5 separate regions of the Mus musculus genome follow, and regions 2, 3, 4 and 5 are each linked to region 1. A link is a contact called in public Hi-C, HiChIP or PLAC-seq and promoter capture Hi-C data. All regions are on one chromosome and are shown on one strand. Each heading gives the region's core, a stretch centred on a gene start, on an enhancer-like site or on the middle of the called end of the contact. The rest is flanking DNA. Distances are from core to core; before and after follow the strand shown. Region 1 holds the start of Inava (innate immunity activator). Region 2 holds the start of 9230116N13Rik (RIKEN cDNA 9230116N13 gene). Region 3 overlaps Ddx59 (DEAD box helicase 59). Region 4 holds the start of Cacna1s (calcium channel, voltage-dependent, L type, alpha 1S subunit). Region 5 holds the start of Kif14 (kinesin family member 14).

Evidence for each region. A called contact is a pair of places that touch in the nucleus more often than the background predicts. HiChIP or PLAC-seq counts read pairs in DNA pulled down with a chosen protein or histone mark. Capture Hi-C pulls out chosen DNA fragments and counts their contacts.
Region 2: an H3K4me3 HiChIP or PLAC-seq map of the SCID.adh cell line shows a contact between it and region 1, with 24 read pairs. The contact joins the promoter of 9230116N13Rik here to the promoter of Inava in region 1. A contact is called at or near these places in 7 of 39 promoter capture datasets (the 3T3-L1 cell line, the HPC-7 cell line, cranial neural crest and 3 more), 6 of 484 Hi-C or Micro-C datasets (embryonic stem cells, epidermal suprabasal cells and pre-B cells), 15 of 115 datasets of contacts at active chromatin or transcription factors (the NIH/3T3 cell line, the SCID.adh cell line, craniofacial prominence and 6 more) and 4 of 9 other capture datasets (adipose tissue, embryonic stem cells, liver and 1 more).
Region 3: a contact with region 1 is called in a Hi-C map of liver, with 2.2 times the contacts expected there. The contact joins the enhancer-like site here to the promoter of Inava in region 1. A contact is called at or near these places in 1 of 39 promoter capture datasets (neural stem cells), 4 of 15 datasets of contacts at CTCF or cohesin (the NIH/3T3 cell line, large pre-B cells, pro-B cells and 1 more), 11 of 484 Hi-C or Micro-C datasets (the G1E-ER4 cell line, the N1E-115 cell line, bone marrow-derived macrophages and 6 more), 26 of 115 datasets of contacts at active chromatin or transcription factors (the SCID.adh cell line, bone marrow-derived macrophages, craniofacial prominence and 16 more) and 3 of 9 other capture datasets (adipose tissue, liver and pancreatic islet).
Region 4: a contact with region 1 is called in a promoter capture Hi-C map of liver. The contact joins the promoter of Cacna1s here to the promoter of Inava in region 1. A contact is called at or near these places in 10 of 39 promoter capture datasets (3T3-L1-derived adipocytes, the C10 cell line, the HPC-7 cell line and 7 more), 2 of 15 datasets of contacts at CTCF or cohesin (the NIH/3T3 cell line and large pre-B cells), 7 of 484 Hi-C or Micro-C datasets (the MNK3 cell line, bone marrow-derived macrophages, cerebral cortex and 4 more), 14 of 115 datasets of contacts at active chromatin or transcription factors (bone marrow-derived macrophages, craniofacial prominence, embryonic basal ganglia and 8 more) and 2 of 9 other capture datasets (adipose tissue and liver).
Region 5: an H3K4me3 HiChIP or PLAC-seq map of the SCID.adh cell line shows a contact between it and region 1, with 32 read pairs. The contact joins the promoter of Kif14 here to the promoter of Inava in region 1. A contact is called at or near these places in 9 of 39 promoter capture datasets (Sertoli cells, cranial neural crest, embryonic stem cells and 5 more), 4 of 15 datasets of contacts at CTCF or cohesin (the NIH/3T3 cell line, large pre-B cells, pro-B cells and 1 more), 14 of 484 Hi-C or Micro-C datasets (the N1E-115 cell line, bone marrow-derived macrophages, cerebral cortex and 7 more), 34 of 115 datasets of contacts at active chromatin or transcription factors (the NIH/3T3 cell line, the SCID.adh cell line, bone marrow-derived macrophages and 22 more) and 3 of 9 other capture datasets (adipose tissue, liver and pancreatic islet).

The regions. Positions count from the first base shown.
Region 1 is chr1:136,230,874-136,236,049 of GRCm38.p6, forward strand. It overlaps Inava (innate immunity activator), which reads right to left and starts at 3,407. Exons shown (of 10, transcript NM_028872.3): 1 at 3,030-3,407. The coding sequence starts at 3,232. It also overlaps the pseudogene Gm3878.
Region 2 is chr1:136,411,813-136,416,840 of GRCm38.p6, forward strand. 9230116N13Rik (RIKEN cDNA 9230116N13 gene) reads right to left here and starts at 3,707. Exons shown (of 3, transcript NR_024328.1): 1 at 3,037-3,707; 2 at 1,352-1,865; 3 at 104-1,015. It overlaps Ddx59 (DEAD box helicase 59), which reads left to right and starts at 3,459. Exons shown (of 8, transcript NM_026500.3): 1 at 3,459-3,611; 2 at 4,770-5,028. The coding sequence starts at 4,781.
Region 3 is chr1:136,437,757-136,443,451 of GRCm38.p6, forward strand. It overlaps Ddx59 (DEAD box helicase 59), which reads left to right. Exons shown (of 8, transcript NM_026500.3): 8 at 1,997-2,464. The coding sequence ends at 2,260. Among named protein-coding and RNA genes, the nearest start is that of 9230116N13Rik, 25 kb to the left of the region's middle. Within about 2 kb of position 3,210, at least 4 of the 459 cell types and tissues checked have an H3K27ac peak or open chromatin away from gene starts, as enhancers often do. A contact at or near this core is called in liver, where this site is marked.
Region 4 is chr1:136,051,055-136,056,251 of GRCm38.p6, forward strand. It overlaps Cacna1s (calcium channel, voltage-dependent, L type, alpha 1S subunit), which reads left to right and starts at 1,757. Exons shown (of 44, transcript NM_001081023.2): 1 at 1,757-1,998; 2 at 3,525-3,630. The coding sequence starts at 1,847. Ascl5 (achaete-scute family bHLH transcription factor 5) reads left to right here. Exons shown (of 1, transcript NM_001270609.1): 1 at 1-316. The coding sequence ends at 316.
Region 5 is chr1:136,464,426-136,469,558 of GRCm38.p6, forward strand. Kif14 (kinesin family member 14) reads left to right here and starts at 3,423. Exons shown (of 29, transcript NM_001287179.2): 1 at 3,423-4,749. The coding sequence starts at 3,533.

The sequences.
Region 1 (5,176 bases), core at 2,157-4,656:
GCGCTGGGGGGTTGTGGCAGGCACCACTAGCAACTTAGAGTCCCAACTACTTGTGATCTGAGGCAGGAGGATCACATGAGGCCATCCATAGACTGAGGACCAGCCTGGGCAACAGAGGAAGATAGTAATCTGGACAAACAGACAAGCAAACAAAAACAAAAACAAAAAAAACAGAAGGAAACGGTAGCTGTGAGTTTATAGAACTCGTTGGTAGACTACAAGCCAGAGGTCTTGGGTTTAAAACCTAGGACCTAGAAAAGAAACAAAACCAAAGGGACAACAGAAACAGGCCAGGGCTGCTTTTGCAGAGACTCTAGGATGCTAGGCAGATGGAGGACAGTGCTGCTTTCTTCGAATCCCAGCCACATCAAGAGCACCACATCCCATTTGCAATCTCTGTGCACCCCAAACACTGCTATCCATGGGGCACTGACCCACACTCCCTTATCATCCCTTACTCCATACAAAAGCAACAGTAACCTCCAACCTTAGCGCCGTCTCCATACTCACTAAAATGGACCTTTGTCCCTGCAAAAAGTCAGCCTCCAGGCTCTGTCCCACGGACCCTCGGGCAAACAAAAAGTTGCTTGGAATACGTTGCTTTGGAGTGGCGAGCAGAGCTAAGGCTGACTGCTGCTGCCTGCTCCCAGAGGCTAGAAGGATACAGCAGACTGGCCTGTATCTCTCAGATCTTTGTCTCATCACCTCCCATCCTCCACCTTTGGGACCCAGGTCTCAGGTCTCAATGCACACCCAAGCTACTTCCTTCTCCCAGCCCTCCCCCCCCCCCCCAGGGGACTCGGTGCTCCCACTCCATGCCCTAGCTGGCTGTTAAGCATCTCCTGTACACAGCTATGTCACAGGCTGCCACCACCTTTCACCAACAACACCGTTCCTTCTCGACACAACCCCCCTCCCATACCTTTACATTCCGGTACACACCCTCTTTCCAAACAATGCTAGCCCGAGTCTCACAGGCTGACCACCTCCTCCAAGCAGAGGCTGAGGGGCCCTCACCGGGGACACACCCTCCCCACTGTGGGGAGCATGTTTTCTGAACCTCCCAAAGAACCCACAGCCTTTCTTGCCCCCCCCCCAAGTCCTCCACAATACTGCAGTCCCCTCCCATCCCCCAACAGGTTTCCGTGTTCTTCCAGTGTCTGAAAGGGCTTGAGCTGCCTTGGCCCATCCCCCAGTTCCAACTGGGGGCTGTGGTGGAGTTTCTAGAATCAGCTCATAGCTCAGTTTTACATATATAAAACAAAGAGACCAATTACGAAGCCCAATCATGCTGAAATACAGTTCTGAAACCATAAGAACATATCATATATACTTCGTTATTAATATTAAACAGGACCCAGCAACCGGTCGTTTCAAACAACCCATGAATGAAACTCTTTACATATAACCGACTGCATGTGAAAGTCACAGGTACTGCTGCAGCAGCAGCAGCCTGGAGTGTAAGTTTTAGAGTCAACTGAGCACTCTGGCCTCAGGTAACCTCATCTGAATTCAGGGGCCAAAAGCAAACTCGGGTTAAGGCCTGTACACACCGGGACATACATTCTTTAAACTGTCTTCCAGGAAAAGCCTCCAGGCTCTCAATAATGATTCTCAGCGCTTGAAAACCAGCTTTTCAAGAACAGTCTTGAGCAGAAGCCAGGTCACTGATATCACAAACCCAAACCCCTCTAGCAGAACATAACACCCCCCCAATACACACACACACACACACACACACACACAGCCCACCCCAAGAAATAGGCAACCTGCAAAGAGGCAAGCCCCGGAGCCAATCAGCAGCTTCCTCACTCTTCGATGCCCACCTACCAGGGAGGAAGGCTTACCCTCCGGGCCTCCTGCAGGAGGCTGTGCAATGAAGCTTTTTTCTTCTTCTTCTTTTTTTTTTCCTCTCGTTTTGCAGAAACTCAGCACTGGCAGTGCCTTCCATTGAAGATGGGCATCAATCCGTTGCTCAGCAATAGATTTACAGACCAACCTGCTTGCACTGAACCAAGTCCAAACTCGGCATCCCCCCAATCCACTAGAATCTAGGGTTTGGAATTAGGCTGACCTAACTAACAGTCCTCCTGCCAAGATGGATGTTATCGGAAGACACCATCAAGGGATAGGTGGGCACTCTCCAGAGGAAGCTTAAAACTAACTTGGAACTCAGCACCCATTTTCCCTGATCCCAGGTCCCAGAGCCACTGGCTACGAGGACAGGCGAGGAAGTGAGATTTTCTAGCACCGGAATCCCATCTAGGTGGAAGACAAGCCCTTTCCACGACAGCCATCTCTTCAAAACCTTTCGTGTCCAAACTCTTTCACAGACCTGTAACCAAACATACTCCGCTCTCTCCGCTGCCCCCGAAGTTTCTGTGATACTTTAGGAGTCAAAGTTTTTAAAACCAAGTCCTTCAACCTGACCACATCACCCCAACAGCACCCAGCAAAGCACAACCACCAGCATTCCCACAATTACTTAGTGCATTAACAAATCAATGACCAGCCGCGGAGCTCGGGAAATAGTCGGGGACTCTCTGGGCAGGAGGGGTGGAAGAATATCTGTTTTCTTTCTCCACTCCTCTCTGGCCACTAGGAAAGGTATTCACCTCAACTAAGCCAGGGTGGAGAACTAGGGGTAACAGAAGATGCACCCTGAAATCAAACCTCTAAGGCTCTCTGTAAAAAGCCCCTTTGTCCTGTCCCCCCCAGCCCCTCCCCCACCGCGCCCTCTCCTTCTAGGCCGGCCTGGGACTCCGGCTCCTTTTGTTTGCCTGCTTTCTGCCTTCTCGGAACCTGGCCAGGAGAGCCACCGGCCGGGGGAGTGAGTCGAAGGAGAAAGGTTGGCCGTTGGAAACAGCTTTGGGGTAGAAATTCGGGAATGCTCGACCCCTTGGTAAAATTACCCCCTTTCCCTGCAAGACTGCCTCTGCAGAGGATGAAGACCGAGGTTCAGGAGCTCGATTTCCCCCCCCCCCCCCCCCCAGTTCTCCCGCGCTCCGTTCACTAAGTTTCCGCCTTACCTGTCCCACCGAGCTCTGGCGCCTCGCGCCTGCCCCCGCGCCCCCCGCGCCGGTCGCGCAGCTTCAGGACCTGTTGGTCCCGCCCATCTTCCCTCTCCCCAAGGCTCCCCCGGGCCTCCCCTCCCCGGAGGTATTTCATTTAACTTCGGCATTTGCAGCATCCCAAATGTTAAAGATCCCAAGACATCTGTCCCCTGGGGCATACCAAAGGCCCAGTGAAGAGAGGGGAAGATGCTAGAAGGGATTCGAGATTCTGAACCCAGAGACGGGGCGGGGCCTCACGTTGGGTTGGGGCAATGCCAGCCCAAGTGTGCATCCTGCGGCAGCAACAGCGCGAGGGGCGACGCTGCTCCCTGTCTCCCGCATTCACGCAGCCTCGTGGTGTGACACCCCCTACAAGGCCGGTTTCTGAAATCTGGGCGGGGCGAGGCTCGACTAGAGGTCCTAGGGGCCGCCTTTCATCCCCTCTCTCTGGCCCGGCTGGGGGCAGTTTTCATTCCGGAGACCCAAGCGTGGAAGAATGAAAGGAGACGGCACGCCCCTCCCCCTCCTCGCCTATCCTTTCTGGCGGCCGGGACTGCGGCGCGATCGAACCCTGGTCGCCTCCCCTCCGTAGTTCCCAGCCCTGTCCCTTTTGGGGGCAGCGGGCAGAACTCCGGCTTTGGCGGCAAGGCACACACTCCTGGGCAGCGCCTCCTGCTGCTTGCGACGAGCCCACGAAACCATCCATTCATTCAAACTCGCGCTTTCCCCTTTTTCCGTTGGTTCTGTTTACATTGGTACTGTCCTTGCCAGGGCCAAGCATGGCAGTTCAAAGTTCAGACTCCTTTACTAGGAGGGTTCTTAAGTCCAGATCAAGCTGGTATACGTTTGAAGACCAAAAACCAACGGATAGTGGAGGTTGAACCAGGCTGAGGGTCCCCAAAGCCTGGCCAGAGGAGTGTGCTCTCTAAAGAGGAACCTTTGACAGGCAGGATGTACAAGACATCTTGGCAAGGGAACACAGCAGGACCTACGAGCTGTAGGGGATTTAAGATAGAGGTGGGGAGGGGAAGTTACAAGACAGTTACAAGAGTAACTTGTGCACTGGAAGAAAGAACAATCAGACTTTTCTGAGTCTATTGTATACTGGTTCTGAATTGACACTGATCCCAAGAAACACTGTGGCCCTCCAGTTAAAGTAGGGGCTTATGGAGGACAGGTGATTAATGAAGATTTGGCTGATGTCCAACTCACAGTAGGTCCCCAAACTCATCCTGTGGTCATTTCCCCAGTTCCAGAAATGTATAATTGGGATAGATACACAATACTTAGAAGTTGGCAAAATTCTCACATGGGTTCCCTGACCTGTGGAGTGAGGGCTGTTATGATTTGAAAAGCTGAAATGGAAGCCTTTAGAGTTGCCTCTGCCTAAGAAAATAGTGAATCAAAAACAGTATCGTATCTCTGGAGGAACTCTAGAAATCAGTGCCACCATCAAGGACTTGAAAGAGGCAGGGGTGGTGGCTCCCACTGCATCTCCCATTAATTCTCCCATCTGGCCAGTGCATAAGACAGATGGGCTGTGGAGAATGACAGTTGACTATTGGAAACCAAATCAGTTAGCAACTCCAACTGCAGCGGCTGTACCAGACAGTGTACTTGCTTGAGCAAATTCAGATATTTTCTGGTACCTGGTATGCAGCTATTGATCTAGCAAATACCTTCTTCTTAGTACCTGTCCATACGGACCACTAGAAGCTATTTGATTTCAGTTGGCAAGGCCAGCAAGTTTTGCTTCAAGGATATATTAACTCTCTTGCCCTGTGTCATAACTTAGAAGGTATCTCGATCGTCCGTCTCTTCTACAAAATATCACACTAGTGCACTATATTGATGACTCTATGCTGATTGGAGCAGGAGGTAGCAACCGCTTTGGATTCATTGGCCACACATATGGATATCAGAAGATGGGAGATAAATCTGGCCAAAATTCTAGGATTGTTTACCTCGGTAAAATTCCTAGGAGTCCAGTGGCGTGGGGCATGCAGAGGTATTCCTTCTAAAGTGAAGTTATTGAACCTGGGCCCTCCCACCACCAAAAAAGAAGCACATTTAATGGGTCTATTTGGATTCTGGAGACAGCACCTTTCTCACTTGAATGCATC
Region 2 (5,028 bases), core at 2,457-4,956, 180 kb after region 1:
CAGCTAGCAAAACCTGTAATAATGCTATAGTAATAAGACAGGGTGGTAATGGCATCGGGAGAGATGACCTAGAGGAGAATAATGAGCCCTGAAACATTCTAGTGCATTTTGAAACATTGATACATCCCAGATGTAACATTGACAGTCATTTGAAAAAAGATCCTAGTTAATAACTACTATTCAGACAACTACCTTCTTGCCAACTGAAGTCCAAATCCTCTCCATTCTAATCAAGAAGTCGATCCTTACTTCATAGCAAACACAAACTAATTCCAACGTGGAGCCATGATTTAACTATAAACAAGAAAACCAAAACTTCCCAAAAATCCTAAGAAAAGAAATCTTCATTTTAGGATATGCAAGGCTTTTTGGACATCAAAGTTGCTAGCTACAGAAGAAGAGACAGACAAACCTAAGTACATTAAACTTGTTAAGTTTTACTCATCAAAAGACTCCATAAAGGAAGCAGGAAGAGAACCCAGAGTGGAGAAACAGGCCTGGCATCCCAGTGTTTAGAGTTTCAATCCAGCCTGGGCTGGGGAGGGAGAGTCTGCCTTGGACTACAACTGGCAAATTTTAAATAGAGACTGAATCACAGCCATAGTATTGCTTCAATGTTAAATTACCTAAATTTGAGCATTGTTCTGTGGATACGTGAAAGAACAGCTTTGCCTTTGGATGCTATAATGTATTCTCACACTGTTCAACAACACAAATCCTGTTCCAAGCATACGAACTGAGCCCATGTGAGGAACATGGATGCTTCATTCGTCAAAACTTTTCAGAGTCTGATTCTTTTCAAAGTCAACTTTAAAACTGAAAACATAGGGGCTGGAGAAGATGTTTCAGTGATTAAGAACACTGGCTCCTCTTCAAGGCCCACGTTCCATTCCCAGCACCCACATGGTAGCTCACAACCTTCTGTAACTCCAGTTGTAGGGGTTCTAACATCCTCTTCTGGCCTCTGTGGGCACTGTATACATATGGTTTACAGACATACACGCAAATAAAATACCTATAAACAAAACATAAAATAAGAATTATTATTTTTATTGAAAATAATTTTTCATACCATATACTGTGATCTTGGTCTCCCCTCTCTCAGATCCTCCCAGATCCTTCCCAACTCCCCACCCACCAACCATATCCCTTTCTTTCTCTCTTTCTTTTCAGAAACAAATAGGCAAACAAACCAGAATTTTTAAAAAAGAAAGAAAAAAGGGAACACAGACACACAAAACCCAAAACCTATAATAACACAAAACTAGAAACTGTAATATATAAGCAAAAGACTAGTTAGACATAAAATGCAGAAACAAAGTAATATGAGACAAAATGTCTACAAAAATACCATTGATCTGGTCATCCACTGCTGGGCATGGGATGGCTGTTAAGGGTGGCTGGCTTGTACACCCTGTGAGACTCCAGTGGAGAAAGTTATTTTTTTCTTTGCAAGCAGGTATCAGTTGGAGACAGCTTCTTAGGAATAGGAGCTCATGTCTTCTTGCTTCTCTGTTCTAGGACTCCATCTGTCTTGAACCTATTCAGGCCCTGAGCATCCTATTTCTAGGAGTTCATATATGTGTGTCAGTGCTGTTGTGTCTGGAAGACACTGTTTTCCTAGGGTCATCTCTGGTTCTTACAATCTTTCTGTCTCTTCTCCCTGGCTCTCTGAACCCTGAGAAGAGGGGTTTGATGGAGATTGAGTCTCTGTCTCTGTCTCGCTCTCTCTGGAGAAAACTTTATCTGATGATGGCAGAATGAGGCACTGATCTATGTGGAATGCACAACATAGCAGGAACAAGAGATGCTGCCTCACCGAGGCAGAGAGAACTGGCTTCCCAACGTTGTGCTCTGACCTTCATCTGCAAGTAACAAATACAATTTTAAAAAATTTTAGAGAGAAAGTCAAAGCTGAACACCTCTAAATCCTCTGACCTTACAGTGCACCTCCGAGGGACAAAGGGGATTCTCTATTGGAGGCAACGACAGTGATCTGGGGGCCTTGTTTACAATTACCAGGGGTGTGGCCTGGCTTTGTAGGGGCAGGAGTTTATATGATTGGAAGAGACTTAAATAAAAAGATACAATCTGGCCATGTGGCACATGCCAGTTAACTCCAGCACTTGGAAGGTGGAAGCGGAAGATCAGAAGTTCAGGGCCATACTCTGGTACATAATGAGTCTAACGCCAGACATGAGACCCTTTCTTAGAAGACCAAAATAAGAAAAAATAATAAAGTTATGAATATACATTAAGTTCAAAAGTATTTATTTATATTGGGAATAGGCAAATTACATGTCAGCAAACTCAGGTAAGAGTGCAAGTTTATAACCTTCAAACTCAGAAAAATGCACACATTTACTGTATGTCCTATAGACAAAGGATGTAACGTGATCCCATATTCACATGTGTTATGAAACTAAGTACAGTCTTGACAGGAACAGTATCCCATTTATCTGACCAGTAAAGTTAATTTCTATAGTACATTTCAGTGAATCATAGAAAAAAAAGTTAATAGAGGAAATACTGGGGCTGGAGAGGTGGCTCAGCGGTTAGGAGCACTGACTGCTCTTCCAGAGGTCCTGAGTCCAAATCCCAGCAACCACATGGTGTCTCACAACCATCTGTAATGAGATCTGACGCCCTCTTCTGGTGTGTCTGAAGACTGCTACAGTGCACTCATATAAATAAAATAAATCTTTTTTTTAAAGCAAATACTGGAAGGCTACACATACATAAATATATATGGTATGCATTATTTTTATAACGCTCAAAAGGTAAACAAAACATTGTCAGCCAAATGTATCTACCAAAAATGGCAAGCTGAACACACACCCACACACCATAACGAAGCAAGTAGAATCCGATACAGAAATGCTTTAGCGTTTATTAATTTACTAATGCCAACATAAAAGTCAGAGTTTTGTTTTATTAGTATTTTCACACTTAACGTAGCTGGTAAATTAATTTTGTATGCATCAAATATTGGGTCGAAATGTATCTTTCAAAAAAAAATAACACCCAAAACCTCACCTCTATTTCCCTGCTTCTCCTGTCCAACTTCCTCCCCACCCCAACAGAAGTGCAAGTCCTGGGACCTGTCAGGCTGTTCCAGAAGTTGGCAAAGTGAAGGCCACCCGTTGGAACTAGGGAGACTTTGAAGGTTGGTTTTAGTTTTGGTTTACACAGCGCGGGGCGGAGTGCTGCATCTATGAATATTTGGCATATTAACTACGCCATATCAAGTTGCTCGGATTCTCGAGTTATTCTCAGTATCTGACAGGAGGTTTTCCTGGCCCACTCAAACTTCCCACTTTCTAAGCGTGGAGGGCCCCGCCCTTCCTGGCAATCCTTTCTCACCAGCCTACTCCATGCTAGAGCCTTCCAAAAGGATTCCCACATCTGCCCGCTACCCTGTGCACCGCCCTCCGCAGCGCGTCACCGCGAGGGCGTGGCCAGATGAAGCTCCGCCTCCCGCTGTGCGCAGGCGCGGGGCCCTCAAACCCTGGCTGGGATTGCGGAGCTTCCCGGCTACTCGGCCGGAAACTCGGCCCTGCGCCTGGACCGGAGCGGCCCGAGCGGGAACGGACGCGGCCCGGTCCGCGCGGGTGAGCGTGCGCCGCCCTGGCAGCTCGGGCCTCGGGCCTCCGGCTCCCGCTCCTGTGCTCCGGCGTAACCTGCGTGCTGGACGGCGGCTGCGGACTAAGTCACGCCGCTCGCCGGGGTCCTCGTGACGTGCGCGTGCCTGGAGCGCGGGCCCGCGGGCGGGTGGGGAGGGCGGGAATGCGCGGGATGCGGGCGTTGCCTGGAGCCGGAGGAGGAGGTTGTCGGCTCTGCCGCCCCGAGCGCCCCACCCATTCCCGCTCCTCAGAAGCTTCAGGCGGTTTGGGTGCCATGTTTTTTGTTGGTTTTTTTTTTTTTTAATAGAAAATGGGTACTAGCGATTTCTTAAGTTTTGTTTTGTTTTTGAGAAAATTAAGTTTATTTCATGGTCCCAAAATGTTAAACATTCTTTCCCCAATCACTAATTTGTTCTCCAGAGCAGGAATACTTGGTTTCTAACACTTAGGAATTGTTATTTGAATAAATAAACTTAATTCCTAGGTGGCTGGAGTTTTCATCTGCTTCTGTGTGTGTGTATATATCAGTGTTTTTCTTTGGAATGTGGAACTCAGACTCTCACTTGCTAGCAAAGCACTCTACCACTGAAGTACATTCCCAATCATTCAATATACATGTATCGATTATGCTACCTGATATGTATATCATGTAAATATATACATATATGAACTTAGGGTTGCAGTGACCTACTTTCCCAGGTTGTGAAGATTAGCAAAAAACGACGGAGAATGAGCACTCTTATGTATATAAATATAATTGCATTTTCCCCTTTTGAACTGTTGTTTTGATTTTTTTAAGATTCTTAATTGTGAAGTATCTTCTTGTGTGAAAATGCAATTGAAGGATATGCTGTAGAATTTCTATAATACCTGCTCCATAATAGTACAAGTGATGGGTCAACAGAAACAGGTGGCGTGCACAGCAAGGTTGTGGGGAACCGTAGGCAGTGTTTCATAGGGCAGTGTCTGAGGAAAAAGACTGTATCCCTTCCCCCAGAGGAAATTGATAAGTGGAAGTTGGCTTAAGTAGGGACATGACGGCTTCACTATTGCCCTGAGTAAAATTCTCTGACACAACATCGTATGGGCTAACATGGGAGCTTAATTGAGGGTAAAATATATCTCATGGTGCAATTTCCTCAACAGAATGTTGAAGAATGTTTGTTCCAAGATCTTTGAAAATCAAGAGGAGTTCTAATGATGACCTCAAAAGCGGTGAAGCTAAAAAAAGCAAGCCAGAAGCAGGAGGCCTTCAGGTGGAGGGAGACAGAGATACTCCGGTCCACACATCAGTCACTGAGGAAGCTGTCACAGCAGACAAGCCCGGCCATGCATCAAGCACCAACAGTCCTTCTTGCCAGTTGGCTGAGGTTTCTTCCACAGGACCTGATGAGGGTGTGAAGGA
Region 3 (5,695 bases), core at 1,960-4,459, 210 kb after region 1:
CTGCTCACATTCTGCTTCTGCCTCTGTAGAGTCGGCTCTTGTGGTCATTTCTAATAAAAGAAATCATGCCGTGTGTGGCCTTCTATAACTTTCTTTTCTTAGCATGTTTTTAATATTTACTCATTTTATAGCATGTATATTTATATTTTGTTTAGTTCTTTTATTGTCTAAAATGTTTATGGCATACCCCCTTTATGTACCTACTCACGAATTGTACGTTTTACCTTTTGGCTACTGTTAATATCAGTGGCCCTACTGTGCGTACTCGGGTACAGATGCTTCTGTCCACATATTTTTATTCCTGGCGGCTCGTACCTAGGATCAGAGTTGTTCATTTCCACAGTAACTCTGTTTAACATTGTCAGGACCTGCCAGACTGTTCTCCAAAGTATTGTTTACATTTTCTTCAGCAATATATGAGTTCCAGTTTCTCTTCATCTGCCAGCTGGTCTTACTCTCTGACTGACTGGCTGGCTGACTGGCTGACTGGCTGACTGGCTGACTGATTGAAGTTGAGGTTTCTTGAGTTCGTGTATTCCATGCTGACCCTAATCTCTCAGTATAGCTGAGGATAGCCTTGAACTTCCAGTTCTTTTGCTGGAATTACAGGCACGCATCTCTGCACTTGGTTTATGCCCCGCTGGGGATCTAGCCCAGGGCCTCCTCCTTGCCCGGCAAGCACTCAGCTGCAGTCTCAGGCATCCCTGGATTCTGGCCTCCTTAGTAAGAAGGAATGGTATTTCGTCTGGCTTTGCCTTGCCTCTCCTTGGTGGTGAATAGGAACAGCCTTTCATGTACTTCCTGGCTGTGTGTGTGTCCTCTTTGGTAAGGTTTGCATCCTTTGTCCAGTTTTTAAATTAGATTTTCTTTATTATTAAGCCTTAAATATTTTATTCATATTCTAGGAGAATGTATTTTATCAAATATATGATTTGTGAATAGTTTCTCTTCTTTCATGAATTGCAGCTATTTTTATATTAATTATTTTATTGGAACAATCCAGCAATATAATTAAGCAAATCAAATAAAGCTGGAAGTTGAAACAAACCACAGCATTTGCTTCCTCGCTTGCCAGCCCATTCCCTAGAGGCCTTCAGCCCTTGTATGTGTTTAGAGTTTGTCTTCTGCAACCTTAAAACTCACTTATATATCATTAGGGACCATCAGGTCACTTCACTATTGTCCTCCTTTTTTTTTTTTAAATAACAAGTTCTCTCTGTATAGCTCTGGCTGTCCTGGAACTCCCTATGTAGACCAGGCTGGTCTCAAACTCACAGAAATCCACCTGCCTCTGCCTCCTGAGTGCTGGGATTAAAAGTGCAGCACCACACCTGGCTCACTTAAATATTTCTAAGTTTAGACTTTTGATTTTACATGTCCACTGATGAGCAGGAGTTAGCCGTGTCCACTGATGAGCAAGAGTTAGCCGTGTCCACTGATGAGCAGGAGTTAGCCATGGCTCTGTTTCCTTTCTCCCGAGAACTTTCTCAGAATAGTTTCATTTTGTATTTAGAAACAAGCAGAGTTGGTGCTTGCTGTGGGTTTCCATATTTGAATCACAAATTTGTGTTCATTTAATTCTGTCAAAGTGAGGACTCTGTAAAATGACTTAAATCTAACATTTCAAGGTACAAAGGCTAAACAGTGCTCTTATGCTGTTTCATTAAAAATAAGTTAGCAAGAAATGTATATGTTAGCATTGGTCCTCTAATTGATCTCACTAACATACTAATATATCCAACACACAATCCACAGAACACCATTAGGATTGCACACCCACACACATATACATGCACACATGCATGTACACATACAAACACACACACACACACATACATGCTGACAAAAGAAAAAAGGAAAGAAACCCTATCTGAATAAATATTAAGCTGTATAAATACCTCTGCATTAATAACTCTAATGACAATCTTCATTTCTCTTGAAATGAATGAGACTTGGAAATGTCTTTTTGTGTGTGTGCGTGTGTTTGTTTTCCCAGGTTGGCAGAGTTGGGAGACTCGGTCAAAATGGAACTGCAATCACATTCATCAATAACAACTCTAAAAGACTCTTCTGGGATGTTGCCAAAAGAGTGAAGCCCACGGGATCCATTCTCCCGCCACAGCTATTAAATTCCCCTTACCTTCATGAGCAGAAGAGAAAGGAACAGCAGAAAGACAGACAGACACAGAACAGCCTGGTCACGGGGGCCAACCTCATGGACATTATTAGGAAACACGAAAAGAGCAGTTCACAGAAATGACCTGGTCTGTCATTTCCCATGGGCTTGTTATGCGTTATCACCAAAATTTCTAATAATACTGTATGACCTAGTCAATAAACTTGGACAAGGACAGAAGACTCTATAAGATCTTTTTAAATTTAATAAAATTTATACAGCAATATCGTTATTTATTTCAGTCCTTGTATTTTAAAAACAAAATCAGAAGGTGAGTTGCTAACAGTGCTACAGTCTCCTCTGGCCATCACTTTCCATTATTTAAATCGCAGTTTCCAGAGCTGGGCTGCAGAGTCAGGGCTTGCCCAGCAGGGTCTCACTCCATCCAGTGGCTCCCAGTCCCGGCAGCTCATCCGCATCAGAGTTGTTGTTGAATGCTTAGGAAGAAAGTGAATGGTTGCGATCGTGAAAAATGCTCCGAAGCGTGTTGAAAAGAAGCACAACATGTTTAGCTGTGTTCCCGGTTGTTTTCCCTTTGGCTTGGTTAGCAGCTTTTAAATATACTTTCCAATCAGTTCCACTTCCAAATATGTGAGCCTCTGTGGGCCATCGTCATTTTAAACTGCAGAAGGAGGCTAGACACCAACTTCTGTACATCTGTACCTCAGTCCCATTAAAAACTGGTACATTGCCGGGCAGTGATGGCACACGCCTTTAATTCTAGCACTTGGGAGGCAGAGGCAGGCGGATTTCTGAGTTCAAGGCCAGTCTGGTCTACAGAGTGAGTTCCAGGACAGCCAAGGCTACACAGAGAAACCCTGTCTCGAAAAGAGAGAGAGAGAGAGAAAGAGAGAGAGAGAGAGAGAGAGAGAGAGAGAGAGAGAGAAATTGGTACATTTATTAGGAAGATTTAGTTGTATGTCAGACAAATATTGACACTTAGCTTGAGAGCCAAGGCGTCGTCCCTGAGGCTAGGGAGAGGTCACTAACTAGTGACCTTTGTGTGCACGTGTACATGCCTATGATGTGAAGGGAACAAGGGAGGCCAAGTGCTGCAGCAAAAAACACTGCAAAGCTGAACTCAGGGCACTGCACAGAATGTGGACCAAGTGCTGTCGGTTCCGGACAGCAGGACCGTTTGATTGTTTTAAACTAGATTCAAAGTTGTTTCATAAGTGAAAATAGGGTAGCCAGTAAAAAGTTGGCTTTACAGATCAACCATTCCAGGAGAGTTAGGTGTAGTGGCTCATTCATGCCTGTAATCCCAGCACTTAGCAGCCACAGACAGGAGGATGACAGCCAGTGTGAGGCCAACTTGGCCTACAAAGTAAGACTCTCAAAAACCAAAGAAAGCAACAGCAAATGATGAGAATGTATTTAAACAAAAGTGAGTACCACGAAGCGGTAATGCAACCTCACTGGTCACCTAGGCTCAGTTGGCTTCTGAACCATCATTGCTGTGCTCAAAACGGCCTCTCAGCTGCCTGCTGACCTCATAGAACCAGGTCCTGCTGACCCCGCTTTAAGATCAATACTCAATTGCGTTGGGTTTGCAGGACGTAGGTGAGTGAGAACCGAGCTGACTGCTTGCACCCCCTCAGGGAGAGACCCCACTGTTGGTGTGAGACCTTCAGGCTCTTCCTGCTCTGAATCTCAAATGTTGGCAGCGTCTATGTCCTTTTCTTCCACATCTACGCTAGTTTCCACTCCACCATCTTGAGGTGCTGCAGTGCTGTGGTTCTTTGTTTGATAGATCAGAACGTTAAACTGGCCAGAGTGTTGGTAGTATGTTCCCCGATTAAAGATAGACTTGTAATTAAATTTGTTCTTTGACAGTTACACACACAAATATAATGATATGATGCTTTCTGGTTACTCTCCCCCTAACCCCCTGCCAAGCCCCTTTCTGCCTTCTGGTCTCCTCCTCACATTCTGTTTTGTTTTGTGACCCACTGAGTTTAACCAGGGCCATCTGTGAGACCATAGGTTTGAAAATTCCCTCTGTAGTCCATCAGTGGGACACAGCTGAAGACAATGACCCAACCACCCACACACACATACACTTCTTCCAGAAACCGTCAGTAGCCAGGGCAGGGCAGAGCAGATATACTTTTGTTTATAAGATTTATTTATTATTATATGTAAGTACATTGTAGCTGTCTTTAAATACACCAGAAGAGAGTGTTGATCTAATTACGGATGGTTGTGAGACACCATGTGGTTGCTGGGATTTGAACTCAGGACCTTCGGAAGAGCAGTCAGTGTCCTTAACTGCTGAGCCATCTCTTCAGCCCTAGAGTGGATATTTTTAAAGTTACCATCTACTATCCTTATTCCATACAAGAAAGACCATGCCAAGCAAAACAAGAAGGAAGCGTGTACAGGGCCAGATCTTGCTAAGAAACAGCAGGAATGGACTATATTATAAACATTTTAATAGTTATGTAAAAAAAATAGTGCACAGTTCAAACTATGAATTAGCTGAAGTAACTAAAATATATACAGTCGTTTCTTTTCCAGTAATTACATGACAAAGGTGTTGAATTGATTTCTTGGTTATTTTGTTTTGTTTTGTTTTTGCAGAATTGAAGCAAACAGCTTTTCTGTAGCCAACATCTTAATTACATGTAGGGGCCTGTAGACTTTGAATTACTCAGGTGCCCAGTTTATAAGATACTTTTAGTGACTTTCTTTTAGAATTTCTAATACTAAACACATTCTATAAGTCAGATTTTTTTTCAGAAAGTCAAAGGGTGTGTCTGGTTATGGTTTCATAACATCTTAACAGAGAACACTGCCACATACCACTATCAGCATAATTTAAGAAATTAAGCCAAACTTCCTAACTCATGCTCTGACGGGGCCTCATTGTTGTCTGGTGGTGGGTGAGTGCTACTGGGATATGCTCTGCTCTGGGATTCATATTAGCGCCTCTTAGACCCCATTTCTCTTTTCCGCAGACAACACAGAATTCCCTCTGTTAACGTGGGTGTGGGGCTTGAGGGGACAAGTCACTCCAGGTGACTTTCCTGGCAGCTTGAAGTAAACTGACTCCACAGAGATAGGACTCTTTGTCGTCTCCCTGCCTTGCTCACAATGACCCCGGAGGCCCAAGGTCCACAGTGCGGAAACCAGCCAAAGGTAGTTAGTAAAGTAAACACACTTCTCTGGTTCGGCTGCTGGTGCCAGGAGTTATTTTATAATACGCAGGATTTGTGGTATTATTGGACCAGATCACAAAGAGGACGTGAGACCAGAGTGACCTTTAAAATGAATTTTGAGTTTACAAAAGGTTCACCTATCTTTATTTTTCTCTTTGCATCTCAGGGAAAAAAAAACTTGGTAAAATTGCTTGCGGATAATTAGGTTCCAATTATAGAGCTTCGCCAATTTTTTTCAATTAGCATAAATTAACTACTATCCTGATCTTGATCTTGGTTCTCAGAGGTCTTTGCAAATCTCTATTTTCTGCGGTTCATGTTTTCCAATTCCTATTTCCATATCTCAAACCTACCTTAG
Region 4 (5,197 bases), core at 507-3,006, 180 kb before region 1:
GCGCAACGAGCGAGAGCGGCAGCGCGTCAAGTGCGTGAATGAGGGCTACGCGCGCCTCCGCGGCCACCTCCCCGGCGCCCTGACTGAGAAGCGGCTCAGCAAGGTGGAGACACTGCGCGCCGCCATCCGCTACATCAAGTACCTGCAGGAGCTGTTGAGCGCCACCCCCGACGGCGCGCCACCTCCCGCCACCTCCCCGCCGCCCGCCCACACGGGCCACAGCAACGTGCCGCAGCCCTCTTCCTTGGTGGCCGAGTCCAGTGGATCCCCCTTTTCCTCGTCGCCTTTTTTGGAGTCGGAGGAACCCAGCCTTTGATCTGGCCAGAGGCCTGGACTTGCCCCTCTAGGGAACAGCTTTGGGGGCTTCTGGGTCATCTGTGCGGGACAAAGAACAGTGGTGTTCGAGGTCTGTGATCCCACCTCCACCCACTTGAGCCAGATGTGAGGGCCTGGGGTAGAGATGGCGAGATACGGATCCCAGGAGCTGATGTCTGCGGTGAGGAGCAGAGCCCTGGACAGCTCCTGGACCAGCCTCAGCGAAGCTCTGCTGTCCACCACACCAAGTCCCCTGGAAGTCAGCCACACTTTCTGTTATGCCTGAACCTTCCACAAGATGGCCTCAAATACTAGCGAGGAGCTTGATGGCCTCTAAAGAGCAGGAATTCTGAGGGAGGGACGAGGGAAGTGAAGACAGGCAGCTGCTTGCATTCAGCACCCTGGAGCTGACAGACTTAGGGGAAGTGTGTGTGTGTGTGTGTGTGTGTGTGTGTGTGTGTGTGTGTGTGAGAGAGAGAGAGAGAGAGAGAGAGAGAGAGAGAGAGAGAGAGAGAGAGAGAGAGAGAGGGAGGGAGAGGTCGCTGGTGCCCATTGGCTTCCTTGACAGCGAGTGATCACCTCCCCTCTCCCACCCTTCAGTCTCTTCTGGACTTAACGCCTCCCCCACCCCAAGACTTGTAAGCTTCTAGGGTCCACTGACATTGTGTTTACATCAAGGACTAAATAAAAAGGGATTGTTGAATTTTGTGATTCCTGAATTATTGTCTATGCCCACCCTCCACCTTGCAATGTTTGCTAGCTGGTGCAGTCACCTAACATTTCCAGAGAGATTAGTGTGTATGCTGAGACTGAATATGGGAGAGGCCAGGGTTCTAGGGAGAAAGCACACAGACATTGTCTAGTGAGGGATTGGAGGACCAGGGGCCCTGTGAGAGCAGTGCACATTCAAGGTTGCCTGGAGCCTTTCCCTCTGGTAGGAGAGGGGCTCCATATTTGCCAGAAGAAGGCATTGGGGGCGGCAAGTGTGAGAGGGTCCTGGGCAGATCCTGACAGACACTGAGACTGGTGTGAGTGGAGCTATGCTGAGCTAGGCCACCACCCAACACATTCTCTGGACAGAGCCACGGAGTTGGGGTGGGGAGAAACTTAATCTCCATCTAAGGAACCTGTTTGGAGTTTGTGGCTCTACTCCACGGGTTCCTCTCCCTGACCCTCATTGCCCCAGCTGTGAAGCCTTCCTGTCTCCCACTGCCCCTACCCCGTCTCAAGCCTGGATATAATAAGTCACCCCTTTACACCCAGCCCTTGCCTCCTCGGGGGCAGATGGGGATGTCACCGGCTGGACTGGAAGGAATGACAGCTGCCTGGCCGCAGGAGCCTGGGCTGGGCAGCAGGGGCTAATTTTACTCGCTGGGAGCAGAGAGAGTAATCCTCCCGCCCCCACGCCCGACCCGTCTGCCTGCCTCAGCAGGATAGGCTCAGTCAGGTCCAGTCCCCAAGGTGGGGGCACTGGGGACACAGGGAGGAGAGGGCAGTGGGCTGGGGGAAGAGAGGGGTGTCAGGGAAAGCCATGGAGCCGCCCTCACCCCAGGACGAGGGCCTGAGGAAGAAGCAGCCGAAGAAACCTGTTCCTGAGATTCTGCCGAGGCCCCCGCGGGCCTTGTTCTGCCTGACTCTACAGAACCCCCTGAGGAAGGCCTGCATCAGCATCGTGGAATGGAAGTATCCTTTCTAGCACCTGAGCGAGATGGAGCAGGGAGTGGGTGGGAGGCAGAGGTGGAAGGTACGGGGTGGTCACAAAGCTTGGACTTTTAGCATCAGGGTGACCCAGGCTCTTGGGAAAGGGGTGAACCTACACCTAGACCAGCAAAAGGAACCTTTGCGAAAGCAGGAAGGGAGGTCTCCGCCACAATGGAAAGGGGCTTCTCGGAGCCTGAGGACAACTCTCGGGTCATAGGGGAGAGCCACTGAGCTATTGAGCATCTTGTGGAGGGCCTGTGTTCTTAGGAGTCTTTCTAAGTGTGTTCAGGTCTCTGTCATCATGGGGGTACCACCCAAGATTTTGAATAAGATGAAGGACGGAGCAGCTCCTGAGGAAATCCTCCACAGAGGGAGAGTGGAAAACGATTGACAGTCCAGGGACAACTTCCACTGGCTAGAGTCCCAGTTACAAATGGAACTGGAGAAGTGGATTCGAGGGGAGGCCTGCTCTTATTGGCTCCTGGATGCTGGCGAGCAAACTTGGATGTTTTAGCTCAGAAGTAGTACCCTGGGGGACAGGGACCTCAATCTCTCTCTAGGTTTGTTCTGGAAATAACAATGATAATATCTGGGCTATTTGGGGGGAGTAAGGAGGGGCTGCAGAGAGGAGGCCCGTGTTGAGTGGGTTCTGAGAGAGTCAGGAATATTTGAAATATTTTTGACGTGCTCTGGAGGAATGGGATTCCATCAGCTGTTCCTTGGGAAAATGGAGAATGAGGAGTAGCTGGAAGGATACGGGAGCCATGGAGAGACAGCGGGTCTGGAGTCGAGTCTGATCCGCATTGCTACACTCTGCCAGGCCACATCACGTCCAGCCCCCTTCCTCCTTGCCCTCTCTGGTGAGAGCAGCTTCCCCTGGCAGGGCATCCCTTTTCTTGAGCCCACTCTCTTACAGATCTATTCTGTGCTACTCCCCCCCTCATCCCCCATCTCTCTTCAAAAGCTGAAGCTTCTGGGATGAAAACAGGATTTTATCCAAATCTGTCTACATAGCGTGCCTTTCGCTCCCCACCCCGCCTATGCACCAAGGACTCTGCCTGGCTTTCCCTCCTCACATTTGCTTTCTAAATGACCAGCCAGTCAGGAAGGGTGGCACCCAGAGTGCCCTCATGAATTAGCTGCTGGAGGGGGGGAGTATGGGGGGGAGGTGTCCTGGGAGTGCAAGCCTGCACACATGAGTGTGTACACATAGTTCTGGGGCGTACGGGGGGAGGGTGTCCTGGGAGTGCAAGCCTGCACACATGAGTGTGTACACATAGTTCTGAAAATCTGGTTTTCCTCCCATTTCCCCCTCTCCCGATCCTACTCAGCCTGAACATAATCAAACTCCAACCCTACCCCCGAGCCACTTTGGGGTACAAGCCCCCCGCCACATGACTCTCTCTTAGCATTATAGTGACTATTCAGACTGGCCTTTAGGAATTTCATGCCCTCAACCCCACAGATCCCACAGATGGCTCCAGGGCTCTCCTTAACCCTGGTTGCAGACCCTTCGAGACCATCATCTTGCTCACCATCTTTGCCAACTGTGTGGCCCTGGCAGTGTACCTGCCCATGCCAGAGGATGACAACAACACTCTGAACCTCGGCCTGGTAAGCAAGCCTTCCCACCCTTCCTCTCAAGCTCTGCAGCTCCAGCCTGGGAGTCACTTGGTTTCTGTGGGAGATGCTGCTACCGTGGCTCCCTCACAGCGTAGACTGGCGTCCTCACTGCTGAGCTACTGAGTGGCCCCGAAGCTTCCCAGACTAAACGTGTTCAGCCCAATTCCATGATAGCTGTCAGACAATATTCACAGTGCCAAGCACCCAACAGGTGCAAACTCATGGCGCTTTCCCAAGAACTCTCAGAAGTGGTACCAAGACAGATGTGGAAGGCTGGGCCTCAGCAAGGTGAACCAGGGGTGCTGAGCATGAACCTCCTTCCCTGGATAGACTCCAGAAGGTTGCCTACACTGAGCTGCTAGGGGCATATGATATAGAAATCTGTAGAAAGGGCATTACAGGGCTACAGTGCCACTCTCTGCTGCCCCTTCACCAGCAACACAGCAAATTCTGCAGTGAGTGGTTTTCATCTTTGAATCATTGAATCTTTACAGTGATCTCTATGGTATAATATTAGTCTAAAAAATAGATAATAAATGAGATAGATAGATGAATAGATAGATGGATGGATAGATATAGGTAGATAGATAGATAGATAGATAGATAGATAAAAATAAAACAAAACCCTGGAATCTAGGTACATCATGCAGGGTAGCACCCATATAAGCTTCCAACAGGGCCTCATACCCTGGTCTTCCTGTCCAGGCCTCATACCCTGGTCTTACTGTCTTTGGAACTTGCTCTTAAGCACATTTAAAAAATATTTTTATTTATTCTTTGCCTACATGTGTGACTCTGAGTGGGTACTTATAATGTCCTCAGAGGCTAGAAGATGCCATTGGATTCCCTGGAGCTGGAGTTAAAGGCAGTTATGAGTTTCCCAATGTGGGTGCTGGGAACTGAACTCAGGTCCTTTGCAAGAGCAGTACTCACTCTTAACCACTGTGCCACCTCTCCAGCCCTTGGATCTTGATGTATCCTTAATGTATCCAGCCCCTTTCTGTTAGATGTATTCACAGGGTGGCACACTTCTAGAGAAGTCTACTAAGAAACAAATAGCTGACAGGGGATATGACTCAAGGGTGAGATACTTGCTCAGCATCCAGGAGCGCTCAGCTACCTCTCTACTAACACACACACACACCCACACACACACACACACACACACACACACCAGGACAGTTCAATGGAGTCCCATACTCCAGGGCTTTTCTCTGCACTGAAACCACAGAGTTTGGCGAGAGGAGGCCAATCTGCATATATCCAGGGCCAGAGTGCCTCTTTCTGCCTCTTCTCAGGCTGGTTTCCATGGCAATCTATTCTGAATTGGGGAGAAGCTGGGTGCTAAATGTGTGCTTGCTGGAAATGGAAATAACAGAGTTCCTGGAATGGAAGGGGAGTGGGACTCAACGAAGGCAGGGCAGTGCAGCTTCTGCTGTCAGAGATGCTGCTGTGTGCCACTGGGGTCTTCTACAAAAGAAGCTCAATTACCCGTGTCCATGGACTTAGGGAGAACTCTTGGCCCACCCTCTGCTTCATGACTTCATAATTTAATTCC
Region 5 (5,133 bases), core at 2,173-4,672, 230 kb after region 1:
AGTTACTAGGTCTGCATGTATGGATATATGTATTGTTTTATGGATTAGAAGGGTTTGTTGACAATATTTACTGAGCACTTAATATGTACCAGGCCAAATACTGAGCATTAGAGAGACACTGACTGACCAGACACGACCTCTGACCTCAAGAAACATGCCAGTTTAGACTTGGAATTTCTGTACAGAATTACTAGCCCCAACATTTAAAAAGAATTTCTTTACATGTATCCACTTTTTAATGTCTGGGATGTTTGCATTCTGTTTTATATGAATTAGGTATATACACACGTATGTGTGTGAATTCTTTTTTGAATGAAACATCTTTCTTTACCCAGGTAAAGAAAGTAAATTGAGATTTTTACTTATATGTCATATTTCCTTAGTTATCTTAGACTTCTATGTTTTGAGTTATATTTGGTTTTTTTAAATTCTCGTGTTATTTGAATTTACTAATCTTTTCCCTCATCACACCTCTTGCTACTAATTGAATGAACATTTTCTCAATAGATCTGATAATCTATATTGGAAGGGGTCGGGTGTGAATTTCCCTCTAAGTAGATTTTAAGATTTTTAGGAATTTAAGAATGGGGGCTGATGGGCTGGTGAGATGGCTCAATGGGTAAGAGCACCCAACTGCTCTTCTGAAGGTCCGGAGCTCAAATCCCAGCAACCACATGGTGGCTCACAACCATCCGTAACAAGATCTGACTCCCTCTTCTGGAGTGTCTGAAGACAGCTACAGTGTACTTACATATAATAAATAAATAAATCTTTAAAAAAAAAACATTCCTTAAAAAAAAAAAAGAATGGGGGCTGGGGGCTAGAGAGGTGGCTCAGTGGTTAAGAGCACCCTCTGCTCTTCTAGAGGTTGAGTTCAACTCCCAGCAACTACATGGTGGTTCACAACTATCTGTAATGAGATCTGATGCCCTCTTCTGGAGTGTCTGAAGATAACAACACTGTACTCACATACATAAAATAAATAAATATTTTTTAAAAAAAGAATGAGAGCTGGAGAGATGACTGAGCAGTTTAAGAGCACTTTGCTTGCTCTTCCAGAGGACTTGGGTTCAATTCTTAGCACCCTTCAATTCCATGGATGCCCTAAAACTTTTTCTGCTCTCTGTGGACATCAGGAAAACACACACACACACACACACACACACACACACACACACACACGGTGTACAGACTTACTTGCAAGCAAAACACCCTATGCATACATAAAACAATAAGAAAAAAATTGTCAAGGAATAAAAATTATCTTAAAAACTGACTTTATCGTGTAATTTTTCATATAGTTAAAGCACTTCTGGGTTCCTTTTCTCTCTTACAGAATACATTTCCATTATCTCCATACTGTTAATTTGGAAAAATATTTGGCTAGAATCATTCTTTGGTTTTAGTGATTACCTTTTTTCAGGTTTCAGAATGTTATTGTAACCTTTACCGCAACAGCTTTGGACTTCCAGCCACACCACTTGCTACTTGTCAGATCATTCACAAGTTTATTAACAGACTGGCATAACATTAATACTTGATTAAAATATTCAGGATTAAAAAACAAAACTTTAATTCATCTGAACACTTAGTCCACGACATCACGTAACGACTTGAGTATGAAATACCAGAGTGTTATTATAATTAACGTGGGGGCACATGGTCATTCCCTACAGATCGTCGTGTAAAGGATCGGATAGATGAGGCACTGTCGCTTCTCCTGAAAACCCTTCAGGTGAGTGCCCGCCCCTTTGGTGGTACCGCCCAGCTCCAAGCTCTGAGCTCCAATTCCGCCCAGAGGAGGGGCGGGCCGTCACCTAGGAGATAGGGCGGGGTGTGTCTCGCGGTAGAAGCTGCACTTCCGGGGATGGGGAGGAGTGAAGGCGCGGCGCTTGACGCTACGCCCAGCGACCAATCAGGAAGCGAGGCGCGCATTCAAATTGCCGCAGCCACGGGAGCCTGTGCCGGGAATGGTGAGTGTCGAGGTCTTAGGAGTGGGAAGCGCCTCCGAGCTGAGAGCGCTGAGGTTGCTCGCCCAGCGAGCCGGTGGGCTGAGAGCGTTGCGGTGTTTGCCCAGCAGGCCGGGGTGCTTGGGTGGGTGGTGCGGCTCGGTCCCCTTTAGTCCGAGGGTCCCGGGCAAGGGGCGCGGGGCGTCGCTCTGTCCACCCGGAAGCCGAGAACAGCGCCGCGGAGCGTGGAGCGGCGAACTGGAGGGGTCCAGGTACACTGTCACAGCCTGGCAAGACTGCCAGAGTCGCCAGGAGCCTCGGCCTGTGGTCGTGACCGACTTCTCTTGTCTTCCTTCCAGTCCTCTTGGAGATCTGATGGCCGAAATTCTGCAAACAAAAATCATGTTGATCTATGCAAAGAGCAAATGGCTTTTAGTTTCTAAGACAAAGATATATTGTCCCTAATTTCACCTCATATTGGGAGGGTTCTGTATTTTCACTGAAAGTTTAGCGGGAGATGCTTATACTCGAACTCTTTCTTTCTTCCTACAATGTCTCTTTGTCAAACTTTTAAAAATGAGCTTCTGGTAATTTGTTCCTTGATTGTAACAATGTCCAAATAGTTTGAATCAGTGACATTTTGTAAGGTAGACTCAGGAATTCAATTTTAAAGAGTTGTTTACGTCCATTTAAGGAGCATGACGAAGAGTGGCATTTGCACTGTTCTGTTTTAGATAATGCCTGGCAGATATTGTTGGCCTATATTTACCTATATGTGTGTAAACGCATGCCTGTCTAGTTTGTTGTATAATGAAGAAGTGACAGATAGTGTAGTTGTCTAACTTGAGGGGGTGTGGGCATCGGTGACAGTGTCAGGCTGGCCTTGAAAGTTCCAGTCTCTCACCTCGGCCTCTCTAAGGCTGGGATCACAGGCACGGACCATCACACCTGGCTACACACGCAGTTTGTAGTGTATAATGTCTGTGGTACTTTCTTAAGAGTAGCCTCCTTTGTGACATCGTGTTAAACTCCTCTGTAGGCATTCTTGTATTTAGGATACATTGACAAGTGTTCAGAAACCTACTTTGCTGCAGACTAATCAGACTAGATGCTATGATTCCAAGCTGGGGGCACTTAAAGTATGCTGACATACAGGTGTTGACCTTTCTTGAATCACTTTGTTGAGATTAAGGTCACCTGTAAGCTCCTTCTAAGCTGAGGAAATAAGGATGGGGAGGTCCTGTCTTTGAAGTCTGCAGTGTCTGTGGGTGCCTTGCTCCTAAGGGAACCCTCAGTAGATATTTGTTGAATAACAAGTGAAGTCCTTCGAGGGTGGAGATTGTAGGAGGCTGTGTGGAGGTGCAGTGGGAAGTGGTTTAGTCCAATGCATCCTCTGAGAGTTTGCTTCTGTAGTAGGAAGATCTCTCTCTTTTTAAAGTTTGTAGTAACCGTTTTATTTTTCATTTTTTGTAGTCGGCCAGATATTTTGTTGGAAACTGAAAAGAACAAAATGCCCAGCACCCCGACAAGGATCTGAAGGGCTTAGATCCTTCACATCCTCTTAAAAATCGCTTGCTGCCAAGATGTCAGTACACACTTCGCATAGCAGACACAACATCGGAAGCCTGGAGGTTTCTTCTTCACAGAAGATTTCAGCATCCAGTGGCCTCGTCCACAGCAGCCGGCTGGAACTGCACTTGAAGGCAGATATGTCAGAGTGTGAGAATCATGATCCATTCGTGAATGCTGGAAGTAAAACCATCGACATAAATAGCACTTATGTTATCTCTGCCTGTAAAAAAACAAGAGAGACTCCTGTTACCTCTGACCCCCGGAGACTGAGCCTCCAGAGAAGGGCTACTTGTGGGGACAGAGAGTCGTCTTTACTTGGAAGTGAGTTGGGAAACAGAAGAACAGCAGACACAAGTCTTAGGTTACAACGGCGGCACGGTAGAGCGGATTATGTGGGAAAGTGGGAGACATTGAATCCTGTGGGAGGTAACCCAGGAAGTGACTCTGCCTCCCAGGCATCGAGGACAGAAGCAAAGGGTGTAAATAATGATACCCGTGTCCTGTCGTCTGTCGTCTCCGTGAAAGACTCCAACGACACCGGGTTGACGAGATGCAAAGACCCAGGTCCTCCCGTTGGTGCCTCTAATGAAAAGGTGACAGTTAAGGACACAAACAGTAGAGCGCCTGTGGGTTCCCAGCGTCAGACTGAAGCTATGAGATCAGGACACTTAGTGGTGCAACTGACCGAGAGCAAGTCTGATACCCCAGTGTCAGGAGGAAGAAACTCACACCGTGGGAATGCTGGCAAGGACACTGCTAAACAAGTCGGTACATTTGGAAGCTCAGATACAAGAACCCCAGTGAAATGTGTTTTAGAACACAGATGGACACCAAGGCATGACCCGCCTCCACCGAAAAGCCCAGCTTTATCCACACCGAAAAACAATGGGAAGGACATCCCGAAACATGGCAGTACATTCAGAAGCGCGAGCTCAGAATCGAGGACCCCGGTAAAATGTGTCCCAGAACACAGATGGACACCAAGGCATGACCTGCCTCCACCGAAAAGCCCAGCTTTATCCACACTGAAAAACAGGATTGCAAGCCCTCGAGTTAAACCGAGGCCCAAAAGTTCTCTTTTTGCAAATAAAAGGGAAAGCTCACGAGAAAGCACACTCCCTCCAGAAGAAAACAGTCTAGTTCAGAAGACCTTTACAGAGCCAGACTCCTTAAAAGTAGAGAACAGTCAGGTGACCGTGGCGGTGCGCGTGAGGCCTTTCAGCAAAAGGTACGTCCGGCGTGTTAGCTCTCAGGCCGAGAATTCCATGTCATTATGTGTCTGTAAGACTCTGCTTCTAGAAAGCCAGTGTCTTTAAAGTCATTGGCATTTTCTCTTGGTACGGGGAATTGAACCCAAGACCCCATGTAGGTAGATATAATTGAGCCACATCTTCAGCCCACCAGTGTTTAGGCTTTGATTGTAGTTATACTGGTTATTTTTATAATAGAATACAAAATTAAAATCTATATTTTATACCCATATATAGGCATACACACACAAACACATACCTCTTTTAGAAACCGAGCCAGGCAGGATTGTGCACACTTTTAATCCCAGCATTTGGGAGGAGGAGGCAGGTGGATCTTTGGATTTGAAGCCAGGCTGGTTTGC